Regions from separate parts of the Arachis hypogaea genome. Here region 1 is linked to region 2. A link is a contact called in public Hi-C data. All regions are on one chromosome and are shown on one strand. The core of a region is the stretch at or near the end of the contact, and the rest is flanking DNA. Distances in the headings are between cores, read along the strand shown.

Region 1 (6,275 bases), core at 2,162-4,661, 250 kb before region 2:
CTCTGATTACAATATTTTAGGAAAAAAGGGCAACTGGATAGTGTTCGAGCACGTTGACGGCGTCTCCATTCGCGGTGGCTTGCTTGATGGCCAAGGCACTGCCCTCTGGAATTGCAAGAACTCCGGCAAGGGTAGCTGCCCATCCGGAGCCACGGTACGTTGATTAATTAAGTAATTTCATGAAGAAAAAAAAAAAGAATTTGGTTCTGAAGTGGAACGGTTTTCTTTTTCTGCAACTGCTCATTGTAGTTGCTAGAAGTTGAAGTGGTGAACTAAATATTAATTATTACTAAGTGGAAGAGTTGGTAGGAATAATGTTAAATAAGATTTTCATTTGGTGTATATATTGAATTTGTTGTTGCAATTTCAATGCTGTTCCATTATATTTGTTTGGAAATTTGATTTGGTGTGTTACATACAGACACTGCTGTTCAGCAACTCCAACAACATTTTCATTAGTGGATTGAGCTCATTGAACAGCCAATTGTTCAACATAGTCATCAATGAATGCCAGAACGTTATGGTACAAGGCGTCTCTGTCACCGCCGCAGGAAACAGCCCTAACACCGACGGCATCCACGTCCAAGGCTCCTCCCACGTCACTATCCTCAGCTCCAAGATCCGCACCGGCGACGACTGCATCTCCATCGGCCCTGGCACCACAAACTTGTGGATTGAAAACATAGCATGTGGTCCTGGCCATGGAATTAGGTAATAATAGCTAGAACAATAGTAATAGTAAGAAACTACGAATAATAATGTATATATGATTCCATGAATTAATGTTGATGGAATTGAATTTAATTACAGCATTGGGAGCTTGGGAAAGGAACTGAAGGAGGCTGGTGTACAAAATGTGACGGTTAAAACGGTTACATTCACCGGGACTCAAAACGGAGTACGAATAAAGAGTTGGGGTAGACCCAGCACAGGATTTGTGAGAGACGTCATTTTCCAAGACGCAATCATGGTCAACGCTCAAAATCCCATTCTCATTGACCAGAATTACTGCCCGGACAACGAGGGCTGCCCCGGTCAGGTTAGTTCCAGAATCCAGACTCTTTTTTGGGCCTACGCTATGATAAAAGTCTGATTTTGTTTTTCTTTTATAGGCCTCTGGAGTGAAGATCAGTGATGTCACATACAAAAATATTCATGGAACATCAGCGACAGAGGTAGCTGTGAATTTTGATTGTAGTCCAAAGAACCCATGCAGTGGCATAAAGTTGGAAGATGTGAAGCTCACCTACAAGAACCAAGTTGCTCAAGCTTCTTGCGTCCATGCCGCTGGAACCACGTTGGGTTCAGTTCAACCAGAGAATTGTTTATAAATTAAAGTAAAATGTGCCAGGAAGAATGCACTAAGAACTTTACGGAGGAAAACAGAAAATTCTTATTAAGATTCTTATTATTATCGATTTAATTGTCCTCATAGTCATAAACTCAAAGGATTAGAGTGGCATATAATTAAGTTTAAAGTTTATCACTACTATAATACATTTTTTTTATTTACTGGGTATACCCATCATCTTCTAGTACAAAAACCCGGTTCATTGTATGGGCCCGTGGCGTTTGTATGAAGCCCATTGGGATAAACGGAGCCTGGTCATACAAATTGATATGGGCCGTAGAAAGGAGATATGCATCATATGCTTAATTGTAGCATGATTATATTTCTTCCCAAGTATATTTGCATAATTTTATCAATGAAAAAGCAGAGTATACAGTATACATATTATTATTATATGGAATTTCTTCTTATTTTCATGTTTAAATTTGTTTCTACTCAAATTAAGTAGAGACACTGCTGGGAAGCGGTACAGAAAGATAGAAATGCAATCACCGCAATATACAATTAAAATACATGGCAAGCGTATTAATACTTTCTGACCTAGTCTCACACGAATTATATTTGATTAACAATTGGATTCTATACTCACAAAAAAACGAAAAACTCAATTATAATTGTGGATAATTAGATAGTTTAATAAATTTACCGAGAGGGTAAATTTTAAAAAGACTTTTGGCGCATTTTCCTTTTAAGTAATATACTGTATTTAATAAAAAGTCTAGTAATTGCATAAAAGTTGCTTTAATTTATATTAATATTAATTAATTATATTAATATGAAATATTTGAATTTAGCTTATATACTTTGTTTATATTTTGTATAATATATTTTTTGACTTTAATTTAGTTACATATTTCCGTATTAACTCAATATATAATGCACACAGCATCCACCACAGTTTAAGTGTTAACCATTTTTTATTTTTTCTATGTATTTTCGGATTCATGTCGTTTCGGTTTATAAACTCTCCTAGAGAGACAATGAAAAATTTGAATAATATGTATAATGGATTAATTTATTGACCTACCATAGATTAAAAAATATATATATCTTTCCTAAACTCTAATAACAAAAAACTGTTATTCTCACTTTTAAATTTTAATCATTTTCTATTTACTACCAAATCTCCCAAAATATATGATAAAATAACTATCAAATTTTAAATTTTAAATCTCTTAATTTTAAATTTCAAATTTTAACAATGTGACACCCTGCAGTTTCACTGTCGCATCCATGCCTTCTTCACCCATACTTTTCTCTCATGTGTTCATTAATAGATCTTCAGTTCAATAAATTGACAAATAGTTATTGTAATTCTTACGAACATGATTAGTTTAAACATATATAATTAATAAATATTAGATGTTCATTTTATTAAGTAGTCAGATGATTATTTTAATTATTAAAAATTATGAAAAAGATTAAGTTTTTCTGGAATCCAGAGAAGATTTAAAGTTATAGAATTTATAAATAATATAGCTACTCAAATAGATTTTTCGAATTTTGTTCTGTAAAAACTGTTGTACAAAGAAAGTGAAATGTTTTATTACTAATCCTAATTATTATTGGTCTCCATTAATATGGTTATGAGAAGTGATTCACTTATGATACTGCCAGCCTTTTCTATTCCTTGTTTATGGCAGATGAAAATGGAGTGACGGTGAAACACACCAGTTGCAGGAGGGGACTGCACGGCCGGCGCGTTGAGATACTTCTAGTGAGTAATGCAAAATGTGCGACGGTGTTGCTCGTACGTTGGTGGGTCGCATAGCGGCACGGTTCGATACTCTGGCAGCAGCGACTAATGTTGCTGTCAGAACTTTTACCGGTGAGAAGGGAAAAGATTGAAGAAGAAGAAATTCACATGAAATCGTTTTTACCGTATACATAACTGCAATTCTTATTTGTTTTGAATTTTAAAAATTGTTAATAATTAATCAATTTAATTATTATTTGATGTTAATTTTAATTTTATTTCTATTTTCTCATTTTAAATTTTGATTTTAATTACTTTAAAATTTTTTATCTATAGGACATAGGATAGAATTGAATGTTTCCTAAAATGGAAGTAAAAACAAAAAAGAAAAAAGAGAGTAGTCAATACTCAATAGCGAAAGCTTGAAGATGTAGACGTGGCAGTTAAAGAGAAAAAGAAAGCACGTCAAGCTTAAGACAGAGAGGGGGAAGGAAAGAATGAAGAATTTTTATTTGCTTCCATTCCTTCTTCTTCTTCTTCTTCTTCTTCTCAAGTTGGAATTTGATTTTGATTACTGTTTGGTATAGCGCACTATGAAGGAAGAAGATGATTGTTGGTGCACTCAACTCATCGATGAGAAAGGTAACTTCAACGTTGATGGCCTCCATAGCTTCATCACCAGCACTAACTTCTCTCACTGTGCCCTTTCTTATGCTGTCGTTTCTGTCATGGGTCCTCAAAGTAGCGGTAATCTACTTTCTCTTCTTTCATTCACACATTTTCTCAACTTTCATCATTCATTCATTAATTCGTTGTTCGACTCATGAGCAGGAAAGAGCACCTTACTCAATCATCTTTTCCACACAAATTTCAGAGAGATGGATGCATTTAAGGGAAGGTTAGTTGTTTATCTCTCAAAGCTATTGAATAGAGACATGAGTACAAATAACGTTTCTTAATTGAATTTGAATATCGCGTGTATTGTTGTAGATTTCAAACGACCAAGGGGATTTGGATAGCCAAATGTGTTGGGATTGAACCATTCACAATTGCTATGGATTTAGAGGGTACTGATGGAAGAGAGAGGGGTGAGGTAATCTATTCTATCTTAACAGAATCTTCCTATTAATCACCACAGTATATCATTGAGATTTTGAATAATTGTTTTTACATGTTTGTATTGGAGCTCATCATGCATGCCACAACTCCATCACTCCTGTTTCTGTGGTTTTAAACCTAACATACAGGATGATACCGCTTTTGAGAAACAGAGTGCTCTTTTTGCTTTGGCAATATCTGACGTCGTTTTGATAAACATGTAAGTTTGATCATGAAATGTACATACAGCAATCTTTGCAAATCCTGTTTTCCTCATTTCCTTTTGAGTTAAAACTTAAAAGTAGTAGTAGTTGGATTCAAGAGTATGTGAAAAAAAAAAAACTTTACTTCATGGAATAATATGGGAAATTTGGAGGCTAGACAAACTTGAATTCATTTTGAATTATTGTTCAATGTTGAAGACTCCTTTTTATTCACAGGTGGTGTCATGATATAGGCCGGGAACATGCTGCGAACATACCACTTTTGAAAACAGTTTTTCAGGTAACTTTGCAGCCATGAAGAAGTCTCCTCTAGCTGATATTTAGTTTTATACAATTTAGTCTTTTCTTTTATCTGTAGGCCATGATGCGTTTATTCAGCCCGCGCAAGACGACATTACTTTTTGTCATTCGTGATAAAACAAAGGTATATAATACTATTTTCCTTTCTCGATGCTACATATATGAAACCATTCACGAGCCTTAACCTAACAGTTATTTGTCCTTGACAAGGGATCAAGCCTTTATGATCAATTAGTCTTAGGATCATTAATTGCTTCCCATTCTTCTAAATAAAGTTGAATTTTTCACAAGGTAGAGTAGTGGTCTCTTGCATGAACGGTTTATTAGATATATAGTCCTTGATGCATGAGAATGTACCCGTAGTTCTTTGTTTTATTTGATGTTGATAATTTTTCTGGCAATCTGTGCAGACCCCATTTGAGCATCTGGAGCCTATTCTAAGAGATGATATCCAAAAGGTGATAATTTTATTTCTTCCAAGTTTCTGAGATTTTTCTTTCCTATGGTTCTTCTTTTTCTTCAGCGGCATTTTAATTTATCTTGTGACATCAATATCAATTCCACAGATTTGGGATGCAGTACCAAAACCACAAGCTCATAAAAATACTCCTCTTAGTGAATTCTTTAATGTAAGAAGACTCTCTTTTCCCCAGCTCTTGTGTCACTTTAACTGTTGAAATTTGTCATATGTATGATAAATCATTTGAAATGAAGGTGGAGGTTACTGCTTTGTCAAGCTATGAGGACAAGGAGGATAAATTTATAACAGAGGTACCTTTTTTATGGGACAGTTCATGGGTTCTAGTAGCTTGTAAAGGCATACTGCATTTACCTTGTGCTGGAATGGTTTCTTATTGATACTTTTTTCAAAACATTGTCAAGGGTTCTTCTTGACATTGTTCGGCCTATAACTGTCAATGCAAATATTGAAATTCCGAAATCTATTTGGACTTCTTCCACGAGTTCTTTCCTTTGTCGTACAGGTTGCTCAATTGCGGAAGCGTTTCTTTCATTCTATATCACCTGGAGGTCTTGCTGGCGATCGGCGTGGTGCTGTGCCAGCTTCTGGATTTTCTATTAGTGCACAGAATATATGGAAAGTCATACGAGAGAATAAGGATCTTGATCTTCCAGCTCATAAGGTTTTTTATGATCCTATTTGGAAAAACTATTATAAAATGGGCTTTTTGCAAATTTGAGAGGTATCCCTTGCTAGATTATTTAACAGATAACGACTACAGCACATTTATTGATCTAAAGGTGGATACCTCTTTATTTTCTCGCATTCAAGACAAGGTTACTTCCTTATGAATCTAATTTTTGGGGTGTCATGTCATTGTGCATTGGTTTTAAATATTACCATTTTATTTAAAAGGTGATGGTTGCCACCGTGCGTTGTGAAGAGATAGCTGATGAAAAGTTTAGCCGCTTCTGCTCTGATAAGGTGCTCATCCGTTTCCCCTCTACTGTAAGTTGCATAAGAAGTTCTTGAAAACTAATATCATGCAATGAATTGGCTTAGGTTTGGTTGGCATTGGAGAAAGCTGTTCAACAAGGTCCAGTACGTGGTTTTGGGGAAAAGCTGAGCTCAATTATTGATGCCTAT
Region 2 (5,623 bases), core at 2,527-5,026:
TAATACAAAAAAATTAAAAAAATATAAAAAAATATCCATTTAGTATGAAAAAGAAACATTTTGATACTTCGCAGAAGAAACAACCATATATATTAACTCGTGGAGATTTTGAATTCACCCAGAGATATTTGACTAGTTTTTTGCTAATACCCTTTTGGTTTCCTAGCATTGTTCTTATAATAATGGTAACAAGTTAGAGTTTGACAATTAAATCATACTCTAAATATAAGGGTTAACCAAGAGTGAAAAGATGGAAGAAATTATACTTTTTCTTCTAGGGTTCTTAATAAAAATATATTACTTCATACTATCAGGTCGTCAAGGAGTGTTGTTAGACGCCAACCTTGATTAGTAAATTTAGTTTGACTAATTAATTATTCGCTTAGTATTGAACCTATGGGGTCACACACTAACGAGTGTTCTAATTTTTGTTGTAGAATTATTTAATTATTATTTTGATTTTATCAAATAAATAATTATATTAATTAAAATAGAATATTTTTATATTCTTTGTTAGCACAAAGAATATAATAATCAATTAATCTCTACTTACAATTTATTTAACCAAACAAGTCAAACAAGTCATTTACACTTTACGGGCCCTGCTGCACGCTCTTCTTCTTCTCCTTCGTCTTCTTCTTCTTCTCCTTTTTTTCGTTGATTTTTCTCTTTCGTTATTGTCGTCACCAATACCACCACCACCACCTCCTCCTCCTCCTCATCTTCCTTTTTCTTTTCTTATTGGACTTTCTTCTCCTCCTTCATTTTCCTTCTTCTCCTCCGTCATCTTCATTATCATGACCATCATCGTTATAGTTATTATCGTCTTCTTCTTATACGTATCGTCATTATCGTTATCGTCGTTATTGTTATCATTATCATAGAATTTTTGCCATATTGATGACGTTGCCTGATCCAAAATTTGTCATAGAATTTTCTCAAGTTTCTTCTTGTTTTACTCTTTTAACAAGAATAAAAATAAAAATATTACATAATATTACAAAATTACTTGGAAGAGGATGAATCTACATTCATTCAACTAAAAAAAAGAAAGAAATAAGGAAAAAAGAAGAAAAAATACAGCATTAAAGAAAATATTTTTGTGTATTTATAACAAATTTCGGTGTAAAACTAAGATATTTTTGTATATTGTTAAGAAATTTTGGTGTATTTGTATTGACAAGTTCAGCATAATTCAAAACTCTTCATTTTTCTCCTCTTCATCTTTTGTTGCTTCTTCTTCTTTTTCATCTTCATCATCGTCATCTTTTTTTATTCATCTTTTTTCTTTTTGTTTTACCTTCTCAAATTTCTTCTTATTTTACTCTCTTAACAAGAATACAAATAAAAAAAATCAAACAAAGAAGAAGAAAAAATACATAATGCTGCAAAATTACTTAAAAGGGGATGAACCTACATTCATTCAACTAAAAGAAAGAAAGTAATAAAAAAAAGAAGAAAAAAATACTGCATTAAAAAAAATATTTTTGCGTATTTATAGCAAACTTTTGTGTAAAACTAAGACACTTATATATATTGTTAAACATTTTCGGTGTATTTGTACTGATAAATTCTGCATAATTCAAACTTCTTTCTCTTCCTCATCGGATCTTCTGCTGCTTCTTCTTCTTTTTCATCATCATCATCATTATTTTATTTTTTTCTTATTCATTTTTTCTTCTTATTTTATCTTCTCAAGTTTATTCTTGTTTTACTTTCTTAACAAGAATAAAAACAAAAAAAATCAAATAAAGAAGAAGAAAAAATACATAATGCTACAAAATTACTTGGAAGAGAATAAACCTATATTCATTTAAAAAAAAGAAAGAAAAAATAAGAAAAAAAAGAAAAAAATACAGCATTAAAAAATATTTTTGTGTATTTATAGTAAATTTTGGTGTAAAATTAAGACATTTATGTGTATTGTTAAGAATTTTTAGTATATTTGTACTGATAAGTTTTGCATAATTCAAAGCTCTTCTTCTTCTTCTAAAATACATAATGTTGCAAAATCAATAGAAAAAGAAGGACAAAAAAATGCAACAACAACAGTAGTAATAAAAAGAACGACGAAGAGGTGAAACAAGTGAAGAAAAAGAAAAAGGAACGCGAAAAAAAGGAGGAACACAAAGGAGGAGGAGGAAGAGGAAGAGGAGGAGGAGGAGGAGAAATGCGGGATACAAACGTCGAAAGAGGAACGACGTAATTTTCCGCTCGTGTTATGTGAGTGGATTTGATTGAGTTGGGGTTAACCTGTTTGAACTTATTTGCTAAAAAAGCTTGTATGTGTAGCAGGACTGTATAATAATAATATGATAATTGAGAATATTAAATGAAAATCAGGAATAATTAGTTATTCTGTTTTTAGATTTAAATTTTAAATTTGGATGAGATCCTAACAGATTTTGTTTCAAATGGAATTGTGATATGATATGATTCGTAAGATTTCAAATTGAAATAAGACAAGATATGATTCAGTTTTACAATCAATAACAAATCTCATACTATATATATGTAAGACAAGAGTTGAAGAAATACACTAATACACAAGAATTTTTATTCCTTTATCTATACATACATAAAGATATGTGAGTCTAATTCTTGGAGAATATTTTGTTGATTTGTAACGATTTGCAAGAGGTTTTTCAATTCAGATCAGATATCAATTGGTCAATGAGTTGACACTAAATATTAGTCTCGGTGTGGATACGCATAGCGCTTTCTGTACCATCGAAAGAGAAAATTTGTTTTTACTAGCATACTCGGGTATTTATATCTAACATATTAGAATAAAATTTAAGTACAAAATAGATTTTTAGAATTACTTTCTTTTATTCTGTTGCGTGCGTGTTATGAACACATAAAAAGTCTAATTTACTCTCCTTTTTTATATAAAAATTTGAGAAGAAAAATATAATAATAAAAAATATAATTATAAAATTTTGATATGAATAATAAAAAAATAAAAAATAAATTGTATTTTTTATTAGTATCTTTATGTTCTTCTCGTTAAAAATTCATAAAATACACTGTGTTTTATATGTTAAATATGATTTTGTGTCTCTATATTTCTATCTTAGTCTCTGTGTCTCTGTATGTGTGAACGTGTAATGTGAGTGAATTGTAGTGTTGTATTGTCATGTCTAGAGTTGGAGGCTGCTAAATCTATCTGACAAAAAAAAGGTAAAAATTATTTGGATTAGTCTAGTAATTAGCTTATTAGTCTACTTAAATAAATGTCGTTAATTTAAATTTCATCTTATACATATAATAAATTATTGATTAATAACAAATTCTTAAATGTAATTATAATTTATAACGAATTAATTTTTAATTTGTCAAATGAAAAAAATATTGTAAAAAAATATTTAAGAGTTTAAATAATATGTTAGTTATAAAATTTCTTTAGGTTATTATATATATATCAAGGAACCAGAGAGATTAGATTTTGGATCCTTTAAAGTTTGAATTTCACTTTAAAGAGTAAAGTGTGATTTTTCATCATTTATTTCATAGATGGGACTAATAATAAATATGAAATAGAAATTATTTAAGGATAAAAAATTACACTTTATTCTCTAAAATAAAATTTAAACTTTAGGAGATCCAAATCCTGAGAGATTAGTCCAACAATCTTAGAATACCGGTCGAATGTAAAAAAAAAAAATAATTAAAAAATAAAAGAAGGAAACATGAATACATGATTGGACCCACATAAATGTCGATGTAGTAATGTAGTTATAGCTTTTGGCCTTTCTTTTGGTTATATAATGAAAGGGCATTCTTCACCCCTACTAGTCCCTACAACTACCACACGCCCTCTCTTATTTGTGTCTCTTTCTCATTCTCCTTCTTTTCTTGACTCCCAATACATTATTTCTTTTTCTTTTTCTTCATTAACTTATTTCATTTATAGTTTCGATATGAAAGAGGGTGGTAGGAAGCAGGGTTCAGCCTCACCTTGTGCTGCATGCAAGCTTCTCCGCCGAAGGTGCGCCGCGGATTGCGTCTTTGCGCCGTATTTCCCGGCCGACGAGCCTCACAAGTTTGCAAATGTGCATAAGGTCTTTGGTGCCAGCAATGTCAACAAGATGCTTCAGGTTTCTTCTTCAATTCATCATCATCTTTAACCATTATTAATTATTTCCCCATGGATTTTTTTTTTTAATTTTTACTATTGTTGAGGAACATTATTGTTGTAGGATCACTCACTAGTGTTTATTATAATATAGTTTTTCAACAAATGATATGCCAATAGCATTTGTAAAGAATTTAATTTAAAAAGGAACTGAATAATATTTTTATGTATTTATTTTGTTTTATATATTCAGGGGATTGGTAGATTATCACTCATATGCATCCGTCGTTATAACACTAGTAATGACTTATATGTAAGTTGAAGATAGACTAACGCAGAATTTAACTAACTTATGCTTTTTTCATATATTTTAAGAGTAATAATATAATTTTTTTAATATATTTAATACATTAAAATAAAAATATATATTTTAATATTTTTTGATAAAGCATTTTTCTTGTAATACTTAAAATGTACTTTTAATACACAAGTTAGTAAGCTTTTAAAATAATAGACTTCTTCACCCTATTTGGATAAAGAACAGCAAATAAGACAGGTAAATGAAAAAGGAAGTAAGTGAGATAAAGATGCTTAAAATATTTTTTTTAAAAAAATTTTTTAGTAATTAAAATTTAATACATATAATCGATTAAATTAGATTATTTTTATTAAAAATAGATGGGATAAATCGTTTTAGCTAAAAAAATCAGTAAATTAAATTTTGAATCGGTCTAAATTAATTTATTTTTATAAAAAAATGACTAAAATATTTTTATTATAAAAAATGACTAAAATATTTTTATTACATATTTTTAAAAAATTTTAAATTCTAATCATTTTCTTCTCTTTATGTCGTCATAGGTTAGGATTTAGTAGAATTTAGAACTTTTAAAAAATATATATATAAGAATATTTTAGCTAATTTTTATAATAAAAGTATTGTAGTCAGTTTTTATAAAAAATATTAATTTAAATTGGTTTAAAATTTGGTTTGTCAGTTTTTCGGTCAATTGATTTGTCTAATCTAATTTTAACAAAAATAACATGATTTAATCGATTATATATATTAAATTTTAATTATTAAAAATATCTTTAAAAAAAATATTTTAACCGTGTGGATTCAATAAAAAAATATTTGTGTATGTTATTTTACATACTTGTTTTAAGTTTGTTACTTTGTTAGTATTAAATGGAATATAAATTTATTCTGAGTAACATCCATTTTATTTTACGATAATAAAGTCTAAAGTAGAACATGTCTTTATCTTTTTTAATAATGTTTTATATATTATATTTGTGAATATTTTTTTTTATTTTTTTTCTTTTGATAAAAAAATTGAAAGAAAATAAAATATTTATTTTTTATATTATAAAAATATATGAAAGAAAATATAAAAAATATATTAATTATTATTTTTTCTTTAGCGTTAGCTAGGATTTTGACTTTTTTGAGTTAATGGTAAAAAAATATTTCGGAGTTAGCCAAAACCACATACCATATATATGACTTTTTTCTTTTTTAGTAGCACTTGAAATATTAGAAAA

What was found. Hi-C and Micro-C count contacts between places; a contact is called where the count stands out from the background.
Region 1: a Hi-C map of an unstated tissue shows a contact between it and region 2, with 3 times the contacts expected there. The contact joins the promoter of LOC112796651 here to the promoter of LOC112796650 in region 2. A contact is called at or near these places in 5 of 8 Hi-C or Micro-C datasets (leaf and an unstated tissue).

What each region holds. Positions count from the first base shown.
Region 1 is chr4:34,242,810-34,249,084 of arahy.Tifrunner.gnm2.J5K5, reverse strand. It overlaps LOC112796651 (protein ROOT HAIR DEFECTIVE 3 homolog 2), which reads left to right and starts at 3,411. Exons shown (of 22, transcript XM_025839210.3): 1 at 3,411-3,794; 2 at 3,879-3,945; 3 at 4,038-4,140; 4 at 4,295-4,365; 5 at 4,586-4,649; 6 at 4,728-4,793; 7 at 5,080-5,127; 8 at 5,236-5,298; 9 at 5,384-5,440; 10 at 5,653-5,811; 11 at 6,045-6,113; 12 at 6,192-6,275. The coding sequence starts at 3,641. LOC112794273 (polygalacturonase-like) reads left to right here. Exons shown (of 4, transcript XM_025836365.3): 1 at 1-154; 2 at 422-711; 3 at 811-1,039; 4 at 1,113-1,592. The coding sequence ends at 1,331.
Region 2 is chr4:33,991,107-33,996,729 of arahy.Tifrunner.gnm2.J5K5, reverse strand. LOC112796650 (LOB domain-containing protein 4) reads left to right here and starts at 3,776. Exons shown (of 3, transcript XM_029297844.2): 1 at 3,776-4,100; 2 at 4,332-4,391. The coding sequence starts at 3,924.